Regions from separate parts of the Sus scrofa genome. Here all the other regions are linked to region 3. The links are chromatin contacts, called in public Hi-C and HiChIP or PLAC-seq maps. All regions are on one chromosome and are shown on one strand. The core of a region is the stretch at or near the end of the contact, and the rest is flanking DNA. Distances in the headings are between cores, read along the strand shown. Region 1 holds the start of NRAS (NRAS proto-oncogene, GTPase). Region 2 holds the start of CSDE1 (cold shock domain-containing protein E1). Region 3 holds the start of BCAS2 (BCAS2, pre-mRNA processing factor).

What was found. A called contact is a pair of places that touch in the nucleus more often than the background predicts. HiChIP or PLAC-seq counts read pairs in DNA pulled down with a chosen protein or histone mark.
Region 1: an H3K27ac HiChIP or PLAC-seq map of alveolar macrophages shows a contact between it and region 3. The contact joins the promoter of NRAS here to the promoter of BCAS2 in region 3. A contact is called at or near these places in 1 of 5 promoter capture datasets (liver), 4 of 47 Hi-C or Micro-C datasets (alveolar macrophages, heart right ventricle, liver and 1 more) and 2 of 2 datasets of contacts at active chromatin or transcription factors (alveolar macrophages and skeletal muscle).
Region 2: a contact with region 3 is called in a Hi-C map of skeletal muscle, with 5 times the contacts expected there. The contact joins the promoter of CSDE1 here to the promoter of BCAS2 in region 3. A contact is called at or near these places in 1 of 5 promoter capture datasets (liver), 3 of 47 Hi-C or Micro-C datasets (heart right ventricle, liver and skeletal muscle) and 2 of 2 datasets of contacts at active chromatin or transcription factors (alveolar macrophages and skeletal muscle).

What each region holds. Positions count from the first base shown.
Region 1 is chr4:105,843,920-105,848,086 of Sscrofa11.1, reverse strand. It overlaps NRAS (NRAS proto-oncogene, GTPase), which reads right to left and starts at 2,174. Exons shown (of 7, transcript NM_001044537.1): 1 at 2,095-2,174; 2 at 1,456-1,583. The coding sequence starts at 1,566. It overlaps CSDE1 (cold shock domain-containing protein E1), which reads right to left. Exons shown (of 19, transcript XM_005655417.3): 18 at 4,036-4,167; 19 at 2,352-3,665. The coding sequence ends at 3,618.
Region 2 is chr4:105,803,153-105,807,472 of Sscrofa11.1, reverse strand. It overlaps CSDE1 (cold shock domain-containing protein E1), which reads right to left and starts at 2,961. Exons shown (of 19, transcript XM_005655417.3): 1 at 2,809-2,961.
Region 3 is chr4:105,989,539-105,993,960 of Sscrofa11.1, reverse strand. It overlaps BCAS2 (BCAS2, pre-mRNA processing factor), which reads right to left and starts at 1,403. Exons shown (of 7, transcript NM_001244424.1): 1 at 1,218-1,403; 2 at 1,016-1,108. The coding sequence starts at 1,310.

The DNA of each region.
Region 1 (4,167 bases), core at 925-3,424, 150 kb after region 3:
TAGAAAATAGACAACAACAACAAAAAATACCAAAAAAAAAAAAAAAAAATTATGTTCTGGGAATTCAGTTCAAAGAAAATAACCTCATCACACTTAGTAAAGATCTAGCTACAGAAATGGTATGCAAAATAGTTTGCCAGCCCACTGAACAGCTCCTCTGTAACTCACTCTGATGTGGGATTTTAATATACTTTTAACACAGAAGTCACACTGCCAAAATTTCTTTGAAGCATGAAATATGGTCCAATGTATGAGTGTTCTGAGGAAATGAGCAAAAAAAACAAACACAAAACAAAAACCATAAAGCTATGTTTTAGTTAAACTAATTTATGATAATACAAGTCAATGAAGTGGTTATTTCCTGGCAGGGTATGGGGGTTTGACTAGAAAGGAGCATGAAAAAACTCTCCTGGGCATTAGAAATAGTCTATATTTTTATCTACATGGCGGTTACATAGTATACACAAATTTAAGATATAGATAAAATAAAATACATTTTATTTATAAAAATATTTTATAAAATATAAAATAAATAAAACTGAAAAAATAATAAAATGTTCTAACCATGAACACTAAAGCTATTAGGCCTAAAATAAATTCTGCCAAGGACTAATGACTAATTTTTAGTAACGACTCTATAAGAATTAGCTTGCCTTAAACACTCAGTGGCTGGGTGGTAGGAAGAGCAGGGTGTGGATTAAAATAAAATAATCTCTAGAATTAGACATTCTAAATTGAATAAGATTACAAAATTCTGTACTTAAAGGACTTTAGATGCCATTTACTGAAGCCCATGTGTAACATGAACTCTCGCAAAAACAAAAGAATCTTTAAATAAGTAATAGTTACAGCAGTGCTCTACCAATCACAAAATTTTAATAGTTTTTCACAACATCCCTTGAGTGGCAGGCAAAAACAAGTTTATTGTAATTTAATAGATGAGGAAAATGAGGCTCAGAGAGATTAAATGATTTGCTCACTATCACATTACTACAGAAACTGCAAAGAGGGACCGTATTCCCAGGCACAGTGACTCAAAATTTCATACTCTTTCTACCCCAACTCAGTCTCAGCTGCTTCAACTAGCTAAAAAACACCCATCTCCGAATCCTTTATCTCCATCCTGCTATTATTCAATTATTCTATCTATGGCCCGTGCTTCTTTTTAACAGAGCTATCATATATGTAGAAACTTGGAGTTCAACATTGATTCTGCAATAGTTTACAAAACTGATTTTAGAAAATGTTCAGCAGCTAATAAAGTGAACCCTTATTCACAAACATGGAAAGCTTTACTTATTGTATTACTGAACACAGTGTCCCAAACAATTTTACTTTCTCTCCAGATTACTCCTTTAGTTAAGTTAAAGTATAGCTGAAGGGGATGGGAAAGGGAATGGCTAAGAGTAAACCTAGAGAGCGGCTAAGGGTCAGCGCACTACCACTGGGCCTCACCTCTATGGTGGGATCATATTCATCTACAAAGTGGTTCTGGATTAGCTGGATTGTCAGTGCGCTTTTCCCAACACCACCTGCTCCAACCACCACCAGTTTGTACTCAGTCATTTCACACCAGCAAGAACCTGTGGGAAAGCAGCAGTTAGGGTTAACTGGCGAACCACATCTACAGTACTTCAAAGCTTTCTGTAATCAACAGTAACTAAAACCAGAGTTTGAAATGTATCGGTTCCATACTTTCACCCACTTGGTCCTCAAAGTGATTCAGGAGTGCAAAAACATTTGCAGGTTACTGTTGGCCACAGAATTCTGGATTAATGTTCCAGCTACCCCCACCCTCATCTATTTTTCAAGTCTTTGGGCCCCGCCCTCAGCCTAGGGTAAAGGAAACCCTTCTTCCTACTCGTCCTGCAAATCTTCTCAGCTCTAGGGGGCGGCCTTCAGGTGGCCCCCTCTTCTTACTCCCCTACCCGTATCCAAAGAGCTCCCCCATAAGGGATCAGAACGAAAGAACCCCCCACCCCAAACCTCCCGCCCAGGGCCTTTGTCTCCAGCTCTCAGGTTCCGCTCGACTCCTGGCAACAAGGAGTCATCAGTATGCTCCAAAGCCGAATGCTACACACGCCAAAGACTTACCTCAAGCTCCGCCGCCTCCGCTTGGGACAGATTAGAACCACAACCGGGAAAAATGTTGGAGACCCCGGAACCGCCATGAACAGCCCCCACCAGGGAGCGGCACTTCCGGCCCCGCCCGCTACGTAATCAGTCAGCGCCCCGGGCGCCGGAGTCCCCGCCCCAGCCACGTGGGCCTCCGACCCAGAGTCACGCGGCAGGCCGCACCCAGACCCGTCCCTCCCATACAGGACGTTTTAATAATGAAAGCGCTTAGGTGCTAGTGTCTCAAAAATCAGTAAAACTTTATTCGCTTCCATTCTTTCGCCATTAACAGAAAACCGGAGAAAGCAAAAATGTTATGTTTACAAAGATAAACGGCCTCTTTACCCAGAGAAGATCAAAACCTCAAACGACAACGGGGAAGACAGAAGCACCCTCCCCCACATCCCCTGAGCTGACCCTTGTCATCTTAAGACAAAGCCTTTAGTCCACTGGCCAGGGACCCTGTATATGGCCAATTCAAGATGAGGGCCAAGAAATCAAGACCAATCCGTTCCCGTGATATAAAGTTGAATATAAGCTACACCAAGGGTCAAGTGCCTGTATTTTTACAGGACACAGGAACCAGGCGGCTACTATAAAAAAAACAAGATTCATTTCAGGCACAACTTTTTTATTTTCTTGTTTTGTTTTGAAATCATTAAAAGAAACTGGGTCCTAGAAGCTGCAGTGATCTAAGCAGCAGCAAGTTTGTGCATTCGTCTTTTTTTTTGTTTAAATATGTTTAAATTATCATACTGCTGGCACACCTCATTTGCATGAAATTCTGCACCATACATACTAATTGTAGTAAAGTTACCCCCCAATCCCGGGGTGGGGGGGTAGAAAAAAAACAAAAAAACACCCTACTCTGGAAGATAATTTTCACTGAAATCTAACCAAACTTGGTTAAGTGGACTTTTTGACAAGATTATAAATGATATGAAAAATAACATTTTAACATTTGGCCATCAACTTAAGGAAATGGTTTGCCTATACAAATTTCTGTAATTTTTAATGTATTCTACCCTCATATAGTCCTCAGAATTAAAGCATAATGAAAAGGAAAGAAAAGAAAAGGAAAAAGAATGCAACTGAGTGCTAAGGCAGAATATCTTGCCAGAAGTAATGAAGGTATATACTAAATACCAAGTGCAGAATTTCATTGGGCCAACACGATAACAGTCTGTATCACTTACACAGGCGAAGTGGATTTTGCAATTACCAGTTGCGTTAAATGCACCAAATAAAGCTCCTAAAATTGATACTATAAGGCGCCACCTTAAGTTTTCCAGGCTGCAACTGTGCATAATTTTAAAATGGTTTTCTTAAATTTATTTATTTTTTTAAACATAACACGAGGAAGGTGTTAAAACTGGTGTAATAGCTCAATATAATAAGTATTCCAGATTTTGGGAGGGATGAAAAGGGAGATATTCAGAACCCTTCACCAGAATCCCCCCAACTTGATCATAGTGGATTAATGATGTGCTTTGTGGATGTGGTTAGTCAATGACACCAGCTTGACGGATCTTTCTTTCTGCACCAAATCCCTGTGAAGAAATAAAATTGCAGTTAATGACAACCACACAGTACATTCACAATTCCAAAATGGACTACAAAAGCATTAAACTGTCTCAGCCACCACAAATTCTCTGGCAGAAAAGAACTGGACATCTTACAGTAAGCCATCCTGATCTATTGCCTAAACTATGTTCAAAGTATCAGGAACACCACGAAATGTGCTTCTTATTGTAAACACCTGTTATGTTAGTGGCTGAAACAATGGGCAGGGAATCCTAACTCGTTATAAGTAACAGTGCAGCTTCTTGGTAAATTAAGCTCTCTGAGTCTAAAATAGGACTTCAAATAGAATATTGGTCTGTCAGTGGTTGTGCCCCCAAACCTTGTACACCTTCGTACCATTGAGTTATCTGGTCCCCTTGGCTGACGAAGAACCATTAGGCGAGGAGCACTGGCATCATCCAGGGTGATGTTCTTCAAACGATTGACCAGCCTATCAGGTCGTGGAGCTGCAACAGCCTTGGGGCCCTC
Region 2 (4,320 bases), core at 1,712-4,211, 190 kb after region 3:
CATAAGCATGCCCAACAAAAGAAAAGTAAATATAAGGTCCCTGGGTGAAGACTTTCACTAATAGGAGGAGGCAGTACCTAGCAAATGTGACCATAGCAGAAGTTTGTACTTATTAAATCTGAGAAGCAGAAGTGCAAATAACTGACTGGTTATATACTGACTGTAACTGAAAACCAATGGAACTAGCAGGTTCAATGTGAATAAACTGCTGAAAAATTTATTTTCAACTATAATGTTTTACCTCAGCATAAAAGAACATATTAGAATGCTCACAAAATAATCATTCAATACACTATACTTAAAATACCCCAAACAGAAAATGTCACACAATGGAAATATCTAACAATTCCTCAGGCTTGGTAGTATGAACTGAAAAAGTTTTCATTTTTCTTTTTAACTAGATGTTCACACATGCAAGTGGAAAACATTTTAATACCGAGACAAAGGAATTTTAAGAAATCCTGATTTGGCACAAGAATTTAAAAGCAATAAATGATGGGAATCAAAACAAGCCACTCCCACCACAGCAGTTTCATCACTGAAGACATTCTAGCTATTTGGTCTTAAAAAACAGTTATAGTTCTTCTAGTTTAATCATTATGAAAAATCGTACAAATTTTACAGCTCTCTATAAGACAGTCTGGGTCAAAGATATCAAAGCAGTTTCCTCTTCGTTTTCTGAAAAGTCTAAACTAAGAAAATCAATGCCCTGTGTTTATTTAAAAAGATCTCAAGATTTTCATTTTGTAGTACAGTCCTCATATTCAACGCCTTAAAAATCTATCCACATTGCATTTCCATGTTTAAACTTCCTTGTCAAAGGTATAGTTCTCACAATAATGTGAATGAATTTAATGCTACTGAACCATACACTTTTTTTAAAGTGGTTAAAATGCTATATATATGTATATCTTACCACAACTAAAAAAAAAATTCTTTAAATGTTGTACAGCCCTGCAATGTCTGTCTTTAGATGAAAGGAGGGGAAAACAGGAATGGGATAAAGCAGGACTACATGTTAGCTTTCACATTCTCATTTTTGATTTGCTAGGAATTTACCAGAATTTAACTATACTCTGAAGATCATACTTATTAAGTCAGAACTTATTTACAAAAAAAGAAAACCTATCTTCTGTGCCTCAAATACTTTACTTTTCAACTCAGCTGCTATAAATACTCATCTCAAGAGTAAACATCCAGAGCAGCTGCAAAATCACTCAAACCACTACCATCTTTTATTTCGGGCCTATGGCTAAAAGGAAAAAAGAAGAAACATGGCTGAAAATTTATCAAGATTTTATGACTCCACCCCTTTACCTACACCAACAATAAATACACAATATTGATTAGTACTAAAAGGACACCAAATTATTTTATTTCCCCTCAATATAGTATTGAAAATGCTTCAAACTAAAAATGAAAATTACTCAGCGTTTTGATATGGAATAACTTATATTAGTGGCTATAATTTGGTACTTACATTTTATTGATTTGAAGCTCTGGCCAAGAGCTAGCTGCCAGTTCGAACCATTCTGGTAAAAAGCTAAGTCCTTCAGATTTAAATATTTAACTATCACAGTGCCTTTGGGCGTTCTCCATCCCTCTCCACGCTGTCCCTCAACTGTTTAAAAAGAGGACCACATTATTCTGCTCTTTTAGGTGCAAAACAAGGAAATCAATCGCACAATGTTCAGATTTTTTATTTGCAGTCTGAGATCTGTTTTAGAGAGCATACCCTGCCTCACTTGAGAGTCAAGCAAGAGAGGAGCCATCTGAATGTTTCTAAAGGAAAACCTTAAAGCAAAAACACCCGTGGCACTAAGATTTCGGACTGATGAAACATCGGGGGTTAAAAACCTCCAAAGTGTCTCTGACCAGGGCTCTAGAAAAAACTAACTCTACTTAGAATGATGAAGCCAAGCCGATCTTTGCACAATGTGGGCCAGGCTCCTGCACCATAAGAACAAGAGAAGGTGGTAAGAACTCCATTGACCTCTCACAGAGTTCGCCCCAACCCCAAGGACAGGGGGTGAGAGCCATGTGCCTAAGGGGTTGGTTCCTTTTCTTAAGAACCTAAGGGAGGCTTAGGTGGGTGTTGAGACCCAAGACAGACAGCTCTAGGTGAATGGAAAGAAGGACGACAATTTGGCCGCGCTACAGTGCCAGATGTGGCCGAGGAAAGGGGGTGTCTCTAAGCACTTAGGTGGAGTGAGGTCTCAGTCCGTACACAAAGGAGGCGCCACTACCGCAATGCGCTCTGGTACTCGTAGTCAGATGCCCAAGCCAGAAGGTGGCAAGAAACTATGGGGTCCAGAGTCAGAGCAGGCCCCTCTCCTCAGCCTCCGGCTCTTCCAGCATCACACAAAGGACCGCGCCACCACCCCCTCACCCCGCCCGCCGGGACTTGTAGTTCCCGTTCCCCTATCAAACCACAGAGAAGGACTAAGCCAGACTACAACTCCCAGCAGCCTCCGCGCCCGAGCCCCGCACCCCTGCCTCCATCTTGGCTGCGGTCGGAGCCTCCATTTTCGCTCCCTCCCCCCACTTTAGTCACCACCACTGCTACCACACGCGGCCGTCGGGCCTCGATTCTTCTCTTCGACTCTGCAACTTAACGTGAGGCCTAGACAGCCGAACTAGGAGGGAATGGAAAAGCCTGAGGTAGGGACTCAGGCTGAGTTCTTTCCTACCCGGAGCTCTAGGAGTGCCCAATCTAACTCTGAAGTCTCTCCCGTTCGTCTCGGTCTTCACATCTGCCTTTAGCCCGGGTCCTTGCTGCCCCCAATTAGACCCTGAGGTCGTACTTACCCCAACAGCTCAGCGCCCCCTCTCCAGCGCCGCCATAAGCAGCACGGCCCGGTACGTAGGAATAAATCTCGCTTCTCTCGCGAGAGTTGCGGGCTCCGAGCGCGTGCACAGGAAGGGGGGGTGGAGCGTATCCCTAACACGCCTGCGCACGAAGGAAGAGTGACGCCAGCTTGTACCCTGCATTTAACCACAACCAAGATGGTGTCTACGTTCCCTAAGATTCTCTACCCCGTGAGCTGCGGGAAACAACCTCAGTGTTTGCTGACTCCGCTGGGACGCAAGGGGCGGGGCGGCGGGTGACTTTTGGCCTCTCTTAGATTTGCACACCTGAGTATGCTTCAGGCAGAGAGACCTGGGTAAAACAGCCGCGAGGGCGAATAGCTTGGAGGGCATATCAGGAATGTCATATAAAAGATTTCTCTTTTCCGAGAGATAATCCCGAAGCTCCTAAACTCCAGTTTCTTTTTATGTACAGTGTAAGCTTTCTCTCATCTGCTGCTTTAGACTGGAGTTTTCATTAGTATAGAGTTGGTTTTTAGCAAAGTGATTTGGATGCCTTAAGTGAAAAATTTGTCTCCCACAAACTGTATTGTGTGCAACAGACGGACAAGAGGGAGCAGGGTAGCATAATCATTAAAAAACTCCTTCGGAGATCCCGTCGTGGTGCAGTGGTTAACGAATCCGACTAGGAACCATGAGGTTGTGGGTTCGATCCCTGCCCTTGCTCAGTGGGTTAACGATCTGGTGTTGCCGTGAGCTGCGGTGTAGGTTGCAGACGCAGCTCGGATCCCGCGTTGCTGTGGCTCTGGTATAGGCTGGCAGCTACAGCTCCGATTGGACCCCTAGCCTGGGAACCTCCATATGCCGCGGGAGCGGCCCAAGAAATGGCAAAAAGACAAAAAAGACAAAAAACAAACAAACAAACAAAAAAAACCCCAAAACTCCTTCAACTGACCTTTCAAGTTACCAGAAGATGTTATTAGTGTGTCAGGTAATCAAAGAGACTGAATCAGTAACCAAAAGGTTGAAATCAGGGCAAATGGATGATTCATCCAAGGGAGAAAGAGGAAAGGAAGAAAATGGTTAATTCTGTCCACAGAAAAGTTCAATGAATTATCCCTTGACAAGCTTTAGAGCAGTTCCCTCTGGTGAGAGGAATGCTTTTCACGTATTCTGTGGCTCTCTTACTTGACAGTGTTGGATCAAAAATGACCAGTTACTCTTCTGAGAACTCTCCCACCCATTTTATTTTCTCTTTGAACATATATTTGTCTGGCATCTCCTAAGTGACATCGCTGGAATGCATACAGTAGTAACAACAAACGGATATGGTTCTGTCCTCAAAGAATTTGTAGTCTAGCACCATTCAATAATAAAACAAAATCTAAACATACGCATTGAAATAAGTGCAGGGAAGGACAGCGTATAACCTCCAATTCTGAGCAAATCATCTTGAATTATAAGAGGAAGCAATATCCTACTTCTGATGTTCAAAGATTTTTCTCTTTGCCT
Region 3 (4,422 bases), core at 154-2,653:
TGGCATGCTGAAGTTCCCAGGCTAGGGGTTGAATCAGAGCTGTAGCTGCCAGCCTATGCCACAGCAACGCAGACCCAGTGGCCTCTGTGACCTACATCACAGCTTACGGCAACACTGGATCCTTAACCCACAGAGCATGGCCAGGGATCGAACCCAAGCCCTCATGGATACTAGTCAGGTTCGTTAACCACGTGAGCCAGGACAAGAACTCCTGTGCATAGTTCTTAATACTGTAACATCTACATTTGGGTGACATTTAGAAAAAGCATGGGAAAACAGGATGCCATAGGAACATCTCTCTCCTACTTAAAACTTAACCGATATATTTTTTTCATGTTACTTCAATAGAAATACTGCTTTTTATAAGAGATTTCTTTTGTAAATAAATGGTTACCAGATATGGGGAAAAACGGAACATGTATATACTAAAATGCCTAACAGAATCCATTAATTTAGAAATATTTTACATTTCATTTAGCTGATTAGACCCTAAATAGTATTACAGATGCACTTCTAAATATTTAAAGGGTGCATTACTTAGATACGGTTTGTCTCTTCAGTCATTCTCACAGATTCAGAAAATACTTAAACTTTGGTTCAAAGACCGCCCTCCAGTGGTTCTCAGAAGCTTAGGTAACTAGGCTTTTGTGTATTTAAAAAACCCTAGATCACTTGTTTTGCAGTAGACCTTAAAGAGAAAAGGATCCCTTTGAGAATTTACGCAGTGAACCTACCTCGGAAAAACGTTAACATTCGTTTTTGCATTGTTAGATCAGTTCGCGAAGCCCTAGAAAGTCCTTCTGTGGCTCTAAGAATAAGAACCCGGGAGACAGTTTATCCATGCAGCTATTTTCAATTGACTGACACTACCTATACCAATGAGTAAGCTGTGGCTAGGCAAGTAACAGTTAAAGCTGGAATCTGAAATTCACTTTTGTGTGGCTAAGGCTCTCAATCCAAAACAAAGATTCACAGGATCCTGGTTTATAACGTGGACTCAAAATATCACACTCACTTCAAAAGCGGAATAATCTGGGGCTGTCAGGTAGCTCAAGTAGTTCTTGGTAGGTCGGTACCTGCGAGTTTCCTCCTCTACCAACGCCGCGGCCTAAGAAAGAGAACAGAGGCCAAAATAAGAGGAGCACATCGTTAGGTCAGTCTTCCAGCCCGAAGTGTCCGCGAGCGCTGAGTCAGTCACACAGACACCCGGAACTTACCGCTTCCCGCACACCAGGCGCTTCATAACCCTGGTCAAAATACGGCAGCGCGTCTACAACAACCTCTCCAGCCACCAAACCGGTGCCCGCCATTCTTGGGCTCGCCTGACTTCTCTGAGTCTGCGCGGGCTCAGGCTCGCTTAAATAGGCCTGCACCCGATATTAACATAATCACGTTGCCGACGTCCGACACCTACGTAATCACGTCGAACATGTAATCACGTCTATCGTCAGCGCCGACACTGTCCTAAGCACGTCGCTTGCGTAATAGCTTTTGGCGCATGCTCAGTTAATTCCGAGGGCGTGCTAACTAGAAATTGTCCAGCCTTCTTGTTTTGGTCGGACGTGACGTCATGTTGTGTGGCTCCGGAGTCTGCAGGAACGTCTCAATTTCCTGTCCCCACCTGCTGCGCTTTTTTGCCTCCGATTGGCAGCCAAGTGGAAGAGTTGGGACTTTTGGTTTCCTCCGGCTCGCTGATATCTGGGAGGGGAAACCCTTTAATAAAACTTTTGAGGGAGGGGAAACCCTTTAATAAAACTTTTGAGGGAACTCGCTGCAAGATTTAGCGAAGAGAAGGATCCTGGTTTCCCACCTCGGCTTTATTCCCCTAACCTTCCAGTCTTCGGTTAAACTACTCTCCCTTTTCACTTCCTTGCTCTATCTGCACTATTGTTCTCCGTCCCTTGAGAATCTTTGCACCGAATAAGTGGAATAAGTGCAGCTCTCGCAGACTCTAGAAGTGGGCGTTAGACTCCAGTGAAAACTGCGAAGCTTTGGAGTCTGGAGTGTGCCTAACAAAAGGAACCTGATCTTCCCCCGGGGCGAGATTGGTAACTGCCCACTAACCTCATCTTTTAAAAAACTGATTTTTGCCTTCAGGACGTGTATAAAATCCAATCATTTTGCTTTTAGGGCTTCTGGTAACAGGACAATCTTTCTCATTGCATCCTAACACTCGTGATACTGCCAGTACCTATTTCCAGCTCCCTTTGATTAAGCAGGGGAAGACTAAATAAGGTAGGTAGGACTCTATACCGTGTCCGGTGTGCAAATATCGACCCAGACTTTGCCAAGAGCCTGGAAATGTCGGCCACGGTTATTAAGCTTGAACCTAGGATTATCTTTTAACCTACCATTAATTAAGTGTGCTAGCTATATAGATTTAACTGAAGTAAAAAATCTACAACTTAAGCCATTTAAGATTCTCCCAAGAGATCCACGGAATTTTTTGTTTATTAAAAGATCTGTAAACAACATTTTATACAAATCTTGAGCAATTACTTTACAAACATGTCCAGAATTTGTAATACTTTACAAAAGCAAAATAAAAGACTTAAGAAAAGGAAGCAGCTTCAGATTGCAGGGATAAAATAAGACCCCCATCCCTGTAGCAAAGCAAAAGTCTCCTCACAGAGGGATGGCCAGGATCCACCAGTTACACCTTCTATCCCCATTTTATAAACACTCAATTCCCAATTACTAACTGTTCCCTCAGGATTGGAGTTCCCTCAGAAGTGACCAAATGGGGAGATGTCTGGTAAGATCCCCACTGGGGTAAGCTGCTTAACATGTTTTTTTTTTTTTTTAAAAGACATAGGCTCAGTTTTATTTTCTGGACCCACATATATAGAAGTTGTATTATACAGCACCCGTCTTAAATGGTGTCTGCTTCAGATCCATTCAAGCAAACCTGAATGGGTTGTAAAGACAATACTGCACAGGTTAATAAGTTGTATCATACTGTAACTTACAAGGTTTTAAGTTTGAATAAATATTTTTTAATGCCAGTTCAAGCCGTCAGCAGGAGTTGAAGAAAAACTGACACTTGCTGGAACATATATCAATGAAAATTACACCACTGCTGACAAATTCTTCTCTCCAATCACTATGACAGCTTTAGATATTAAGAGTAGGAGTGATTATGTGGTGTGTGCCTAGGAAATGTCCCTATTCTGAGTCCAATTTAATTAGAACAAAAAGCCCAACATTTCTAAGGGAACCAAAAAAAAAGTCTTCTCTAGACACCAATAGCCTTATCCTCAGAGCAGCAAGTTGGCTCTGGTACAGTTCAGCTTAAAGAAAAAAAACTTTCAATAGCTATAATCCCATAGAGCTCAAATTTCCATCTGCAAAAGTAACCAACCTTCTCTATGTTCATAAACTAATAGTCCTAGCTTCAGTTGGGCAAATTATTTAATCTCTTTGAATTCCATTTTCTTTGTTAGTAACATGGAGATGCAAATAACTCATGAGATTATTTAAAGATTGAATAAGATGACATCCATTCATGGCACATGGTGGATACTAAAAAAGAAGGTAGTTCTCATGCCCTTAAAGGGCATTTTCCTATTAGATATAATTCCACAAAATTTAATGTTGACACATGAGGGACAAGCTACCCAAGTGCCACATAATATGGAAATGGAGCCTCGAGATGTCTACTTTTATAAGATAATTAACAGTGCTAATAAACAGGGTTTCCATGTAAGTGAGATTCCCCTAGACAGAACATTAGACTTAAAAAAAAAAAAAGGAGCTATATAATGAGTATATTCTTAGTTCAGCTCAAACAGCCCACAGCTTTAAAGATGCCATGGTTATTTCAGTGATGAGAATTACGTATGAAGGGCGAGTGTCCTCTACTTCTATCATGCCCCTCTAGTACCTTAAATGCAGCACTTTTCTCACTGGGCTCATTGTGAGCTGTTTTTTTTAAATGCAACACCAAGTCATTCTCTTGTAGAAGACTAAGCACAAAACACAAAGAATGAATCCAAGAATCAAAAAGAAAAGGCCACTTAAAAAAAAAAAATCTGGGGAGGTCCCACCGTGGTACAGTGGGTTAATGATCTAGCTCATCTCTGTGGAGGTGCTGGTGCATTCCCTGGCCCAGTGCAGGGGGTTAAAGAATCCAGTATTGCTGCAGCTGCGGTGCAGGTTGCAGCTCTGGCTGGGATTTGATCTCTGGCCCAGCCCAGGAACTTCCATATGCCACGGGAGCGGCCAAAATAGAAAAAAACAAAACAAAACAAAACAACCTGGAGGCAGAGTAAAGAGAGCTTTGGGCAGTGGTTGCAGACCACTCTCAACAATTCTCCAGTGATCACTACAGCAGCAACAGGAGAGTCCTCCTCCAAGAACTGGCCCGCTTGGTAACCTTTCAACTTTCAAAATTTTGTAGAATACTTCATAGCATCCTGACTC